2 separate regions of the Sus scrofa genome follow, and region 2 is linked to region 1. The links are chromatin contacts, called in public HiChIP or PLAC-seq maps. All regions are on one chromosome and are shown on one strand. Each heading gives the region's core, a stretch centred on a gene start, on an enhancer-like site or on the middle of the called end of the contact. The rest is flanking DNA. Distances are from core to core; before and after follow the strand shown. Region 1 has its middle 24 kb from the start of WDR5. Region 2 overlaps RXRA (retinoic acid receptor RXR-alpha).

What was found. HiChIP or PLAC-seq counts read pairs in DNA pulled down with a chosen protein or histone mark.
Region 2: an H3K27ac HiChIP or PLAC-seq map of alveolar macrophages shows a contact between it and region 1. The contact joins two enhancer-like sites. A contact is called at or near these places in 1 of 47 Hi-C or Micro-C datasets (liver) and 2 of 2 datasets of contacts at active chromatin or transcription factors (alveolar macrophages and skeletal muscle).

What each region holds. Positions count from the first base shown.
Region 1 is chr1:273,583,014-273,585,713 of Sscrofa11.1, forward strand. No RefSeq gene overlaps it. Among named protein-coding and RNA genes, the nearest start is that of WDR5, 24 kb to the left of the region's middle. Within about 2 kb of position 1,293, at least 16 of the 83 cell types and tissues checked have an H3K27ac peak or open chromatin away from gene starts, as enhancers often do. A contact at or near this core is called in alveolar macrophages, where this site is marked.
Region 2 is chr1:273,774,402-273,777,101 of Sscrofa11.1, forward strand. It overlaps RXRA (retinoic acid receptor RXR-alpha), which reads left to right. Exons shown (of 10, transcript XM_021071603.1): 3 at 1,946-2,096; 4 at 2,450-2,629. Among named protein-coding and RNA genes, the nearest start is that of RXRA, 77 kb to the left of the region's middle. Within about 2 kb of position 1,405, at least 37 of the 83 cell types and tissues checked have an H3K27ac peak or open chromatin away from gene starts, as enhancers often do. A contact at or near this core is called in alveolar macrophages, where this site is marked.

The DNA.
Region 1 (2,700 bases), core at 43-2,542:
CAGTTTCAGTGTTGAACAAAGCCGAGGAGTCTTTCCCCAACCCCTTTTTAAAGAAAAGCCTGCTGGGGGGCCGTGGAGTTTGTGGAAAATGAGGCCTGGGGGCCGGGGGCAAGTCCTTTAGTCCTTTCGTCATCCGTCTTGGCTCCTGGGTGGGGTGCAGGTTCCTCCCTGCGGGAGGGAGAAGGGAGGGCCCAGGGGAGGGAAGGAAGCAGAGGAAGAGGAGGCAGAAGGGCCCTGTCCTTGGCCACACCGGGGCACCCCCTGGGCACAGCTTTGTTGGTTCCGCAAACCCAGGCCCACTCCCGTCCAGCAGTCCCTCGGTCTGCTTTGGCCCCGGGAAGCACCCAGCAAGCGCCGTGTGGGTGACTTCGGGCGGTGATCCGATTGCTCGGAGCAGAATAATCTTCCTTAATAATAGTCAGTGCGCTTATCTGCAGGCACAGGTGGCTTTGGAGAGCTTGATTTTTCCTCTGGGGAAGTTGGCACCTGATGGGGAGAGATGCTGGCATCAGGAGGGTGTCTGAGGCCGGTTTGGGCCCCCAGCATGGCCGTCTCCCTGTCCCAGGAAGCCGTCTGTGGGGCAGGCCTGGCTCCATCAGCTGTTACCGCTTGGGGTTCTTGGCCCCTGCAGGGAAGGGCAGAGCCAGAGGTGGGGGCTCCATGGAAACGCTCTTCCCAACCCCAGCCCCATCCTGCCGAGCGAGGGGTGTCGGGCCACAAGAGCCAAATCCGGATGCAGGGCTTGTATGAGGACACAGCTCACTGGCAGGGCCTGGGGGTACATGAGTGGGGATGGTGGCGGCTGTGCGGGAGCCTGGCCCCTGCCCCGCTTACCTTCAGCGCACAGGCCTCTGCCTGCTGCCTGGCTGGCCCCCAAGGCCTTTCCAGTTTCGGCTGGGAGGCGGAAGCTGTGACATTCCCAGGAACGGCGACAAGCCCCGAGGACTTGTTGCCTTTTGGAACGGAAGGCCTTGGTGACCCTGGAACCTCCAGGGGCTGTCACGAGACTTCCACAGTGGCCGCTGGGTCTCAGGGGGTCAGCCTTAGGCCACGGCTAAGAGCCATCGCACCACACGGGGGCCTTTGGAATCGGCCACCTGAGATGTCCCTGGCCACAGGCTCTTGTTCCGCTGGCCTTGGCATGGCCTATGGGTCGCCCTCCGGGCTGTGGGTTCCTGCCCCTTGCTTGTCTTTGCTCTCCTCGAAGAGGGGCGCCCCAGGCTTGGGCGTCCTGTGCTGCCAGGCAGCCCTTGGTGGGTGGGGAACTGGGCCCTGTCCTCCACCAGGGGGCGGGCTTGCACCTCTCAGGGTCCCCCGGCTGCTGATGAGCTGCTGATGGAGCCGCTGGGGAAGGGCCCGCACCTCCCCTCTAAAGCTCAGCTCAGCCCCGCACGCACAGCCGGCCTTCCTCGCTCAGTCTGGCTCTCTGCGGCCTTGGGAATGAGCCCAGGTTCCTCCCCGCTGGGGCTGGGGCTCAGGGCACCGCTCGCAGGGAGGGCTCTGTGGGGGTGGCTTCAAGGTCCCATTTTCCACGTGGAGAAACCGGGGCTCCGGGCGTTTCCAGGATGCCTGAACGGGGTGCCCCCAGAGCAGCACACACAGTGGGGTCTGGAGCCCAGGCTCCTGGGCCCCGATGGCACAGGAGACTCAGAGGTGCTGCGGGCTGCGTGGGGAAGCATCGGACCTGTGGGGTGCCTGACAGGTGCCCGGCGCCGAAAATCTCTATCGAGGTGTAGCCTGGACACTTTCTAGTGCTGGTTCTTTCAAAAGTCCATCTTTTCTCATTACAGAACACCTATTCTATGCATGTGCATTTAAAACCACACAGGAGGAGTTCCTGTCATGGCTCAGCAGAAACGAACCCAACTCGTATCTGTGAGGACGCGGGTTCGATCCCTGGTCTCGCTCAGCGGGTTGAGGATCCTGTGTTGCCGTGAGCTGTGTAGGTCACAGACAAGGTTGGATCCCGTGTTGCTGGGGCTGTGGTGCAGGCCAGCAGCTGCAGCTCTGATTCGACCCCTTGCCTGGGAACCTCCCTGTGCTGCAGGTGCAGCCCTAAAAAGACAAAAACAAAAAACGAAAAACACAAAACCCACACAGGAGCAAAATAACCCTCCTCTTACCAACCAGCCATTTCCGTGGGCACATTTTTTGCATTTTTGCCCGTTTCCCATGGTAAGACAGCTTTGAGATGACCTCGAGGCACCAGCGCCCTGGGCAGGATCAGCAGTCTTTTTTTTTTCTTTTTCTTTTTTCCTTTTTCCTTCCGTTTCAGCATCTCTCACAATTCTTCCTGGCACCAGAGGACTCTGTCTAGAGGTTTGCTTTCAGGGGAGGGTGGACCGGGTCTGGAGAGGGTGCCTCACTTTCCAGACTTTTCTCTGTGCATTAATGGGCCCAGGTGACCCCGCCCGCCTCCTCCGGTGTTTCCGAGGATGGGGCCTGTTGCTCTGCCCAGGTACAGACTTGGTGCTGTTTCATTGGCTATGAAACGTTGATGGTGGGGAAGGGACAGCTGGAAAAATGTGCTCTCTGAGACCTGCTTTTTCCTCTGCAGTGTCTGCGGAGCCTTCGGGCAGGGTGGCAATGTCCCCTGTGCCGTTGCTCCGGGGGACACCCTCAGGCCGCTCGGCCAAGCCTGCGGGGAGGGCGCTGACGCTCCAGGGGTGAGGCCTCTCCTCAGGGGTTGCTATTAATAAG
Region 2 (2,700 bases), core at 155-2,654, 190 kb after region 1:
AGCTGCGCGAGGCCTGGGACCCAGCCTCCGGCCTGGCCTCCTGCTCTTGCGACCTCAGTGGCGGCCCAGTCCACCCCTCAGGACCTGCCCGGCCCTGCTCTGACCTTCCACTCCTGGCCGCACCCACTTCCTGCGCTTTGCCTGGCGGTCCTTGGGTTTCACGGTCCCCGAGGGTCTGCTCGGTGGCCTTCTGCCTGGGGTGCCGCTTTCTGTCCTCCGAGGCCCAGCTGTGGTGGTGTCCCCGAGGCCTGGTGCTCCTGCAGAGGCCGTTTGCTGCTCCAAGCTGGGTCCGTTAGCCATGCTCTCAGCGCTGCCCACGAACCGCTGTCGCCCTGGCGGTGCCCTTGGATGGAGGTGCTTGTGTTTTCTGGTTTTCAGGCTCAGAGCGGTCAGAGAATTTCCCGAGTTGTGTGCACCCTCCCACCTGCAGGCGAGCTCTGCCGGCCGGGTAGGGCGCATGCTCAGGGGCCTCCAGGCGCCTGTCTGGGCACTCAGGTCTGATGGATGGCACTGCTCAGTGGCTTTGGGCCAGCCTGTCCTCTGGGGCCCCAGGTGCCCCTTCTTGTTTGCTGATGACTCCCAGAGGCCTGAGCTCAGACCTGCGCAGCCACCGAGCAAACGTGTGCCCTCGGCGGTCCCCCGCCCTCCCCAGCTCCGTGTCCGCTCTGGAAAGGAGACCGCAGGGCCGCCGCTCCCTCGGGGCCTGCCCCGTGGGGAAGCCCATGCACAGGAGCACTTAGCAAAGGCGTGGCCCCCCACCTGCTCTGCACCCTTCCCTGGGAGAGGCTCCTGGAGCCTGCAGACCCTGCACTGGGCACGCTCTCAGGTTACACGGGGCGCCTAGTTCTGCGGCTGGTCCCCTGGACATGCTGTCACCCCACCTCCTGAGTGTGGGCAGCCCCAAGAGGCTGGAGCTGGCCTCCCAGCCTCCCTGCAGCCCCCAGGCCCTGTGGGTGACGTGTCCTCGCGGGACAACAGGACCCACAGGCTGGAGGCAGAGCCCAGAGCTGGCTGGGCCAGAAGGGGCACTGCAGGCACCAAGGCTGGGCTGAAACAGCCTTTGGGGTGGTCTGTGCCCTGTGCTTTCCTGTCCCGTGAGAAAGGGGCATGGGAGCCCAGGGCTGCGGGGACGGAAGAGGGTGAGGTTCCCTTGGCAGGAGGGCCCAGCCCCGGGCTACCAGGCACTGCACGGCCGGCTGGCTGCCGTCTGTCCAGAGACATTGCAGGGCTGACTTCCGCCTTTGTTGGGGGTTTGCAGAAGTGGGGGTGCTGGGGGCTGCCAGGCTGGGGTCCTGGCGCCTGCGGAGACCGGCAGGCTCTCAGGAGGCAGCGGGAAGCACCTCTGGGCCCTTGGTGCTGATGGGAGAGCTGGGGTGGGTGCAGCGGAACCAAAACTGCTGTGTCACTGTGGCCGCGGCAGCTGTTGCCAGGGTGACTGGTGAGTTTCCCACGCTTCCTCCTGGCGCAGCGTCAGGCTGGCGGGAGGGGCGGAGGGTGTGTGTGTGTGTGTGTGTGTGTGTGTGTAGAGGGATGGCGTCAACTCCCTTTCTCATTGGGTCGCGTGATCAGAGACCCCCCACCCTGCCCACAGAGGCTGGGACAGTGTCGCCTGCGGGGCTGGACCCTGGCCCTCCTCCCTCCACGCTGTGACCAGGCCTCAGAGCTCATCTGTGGGTGGGGGGTCCTTCAAGCACCTGCCACAGCAGAGGGTCCAGGGGCTCTCGCTGTGCTGTTGGGGGAGCGCCCAGAAATGGCAGGCAGGTCTTATTTAGGTGGGGGTCCCATGGAGGGTGGGACCCCGGAATCAGGACAGCCCCCCCGGCCTGGCTGCCCCCAGTGCGGCTGGGGGTGGGCGGGGCCCCCTCTGCGCCTCGGTTTCTCTGTCTGTAACGTGGGGTGGGGCAGCACCGTCCTGGTGCCAGGCTGACCTGCTTCCCCTCCTCAGCTCAGCTCGCCCATGAACCCGGTCAGCAGCAGCGAGGACATCAAGCCCCCGCTGGGCATCAACGGGGTCCTCAAAGTCCCGGCCCACCCCTCAGGGAACATGGCGTCCTTCACCAAGCACATCTGTGCCATCTGTGGGGACCGCTCCTCAGGTGAGCCCTGGGCACAGCGGGGCTGCAGGACCCCCGAGCGGGGCGAGAGGGGGAGTCTGGCCCGGCCAGAGAGGGGGCCCCGAAGCCTTTCACTCTGGGCCTTCTAGTATGTTTGTGTCGTCGGGGGTGTGGGCAGTAAGTGGTGTGTGGCGCGGAGGCTCCCGGCGGAGGAGGCAGCTGTCAGCGGGGCTGATGGGGGCGCAGGCGGGCTGGGCCCCCCACCCACGCAGCGTGGCAGCCCAGGGCCCGGCCGGCCGTCCTCTCTCCGGGCCGCCGGCTCAGGGGCAGCGAGGCTGAGTCCGGGGTCCTGGGGCGCGGGGAGGCCGGCTCCCTCACTGGCACTGGGCCCGCAGGCAAGCACTACGGGGTGTACAGCTGCGAGGGCTGCAAGGGCTTCTTCAAACGGACGGTGCGCAAGGACCTGACCTACACGTGCCGCGACAACAAGGACTGCCTGATCGACAAGCGCCAGCGGAACCGGTGCCAGTACTGCCGCTACCAGAAGTGCCTGGCCATGGGCATGAAGCGTGAAGGTAGGCACCCCGGGCGGGCGGGGCGGCACCCCCTCCCCGCCCCGGCCTCCTCGTCCAGTCTCCTCTGAGCA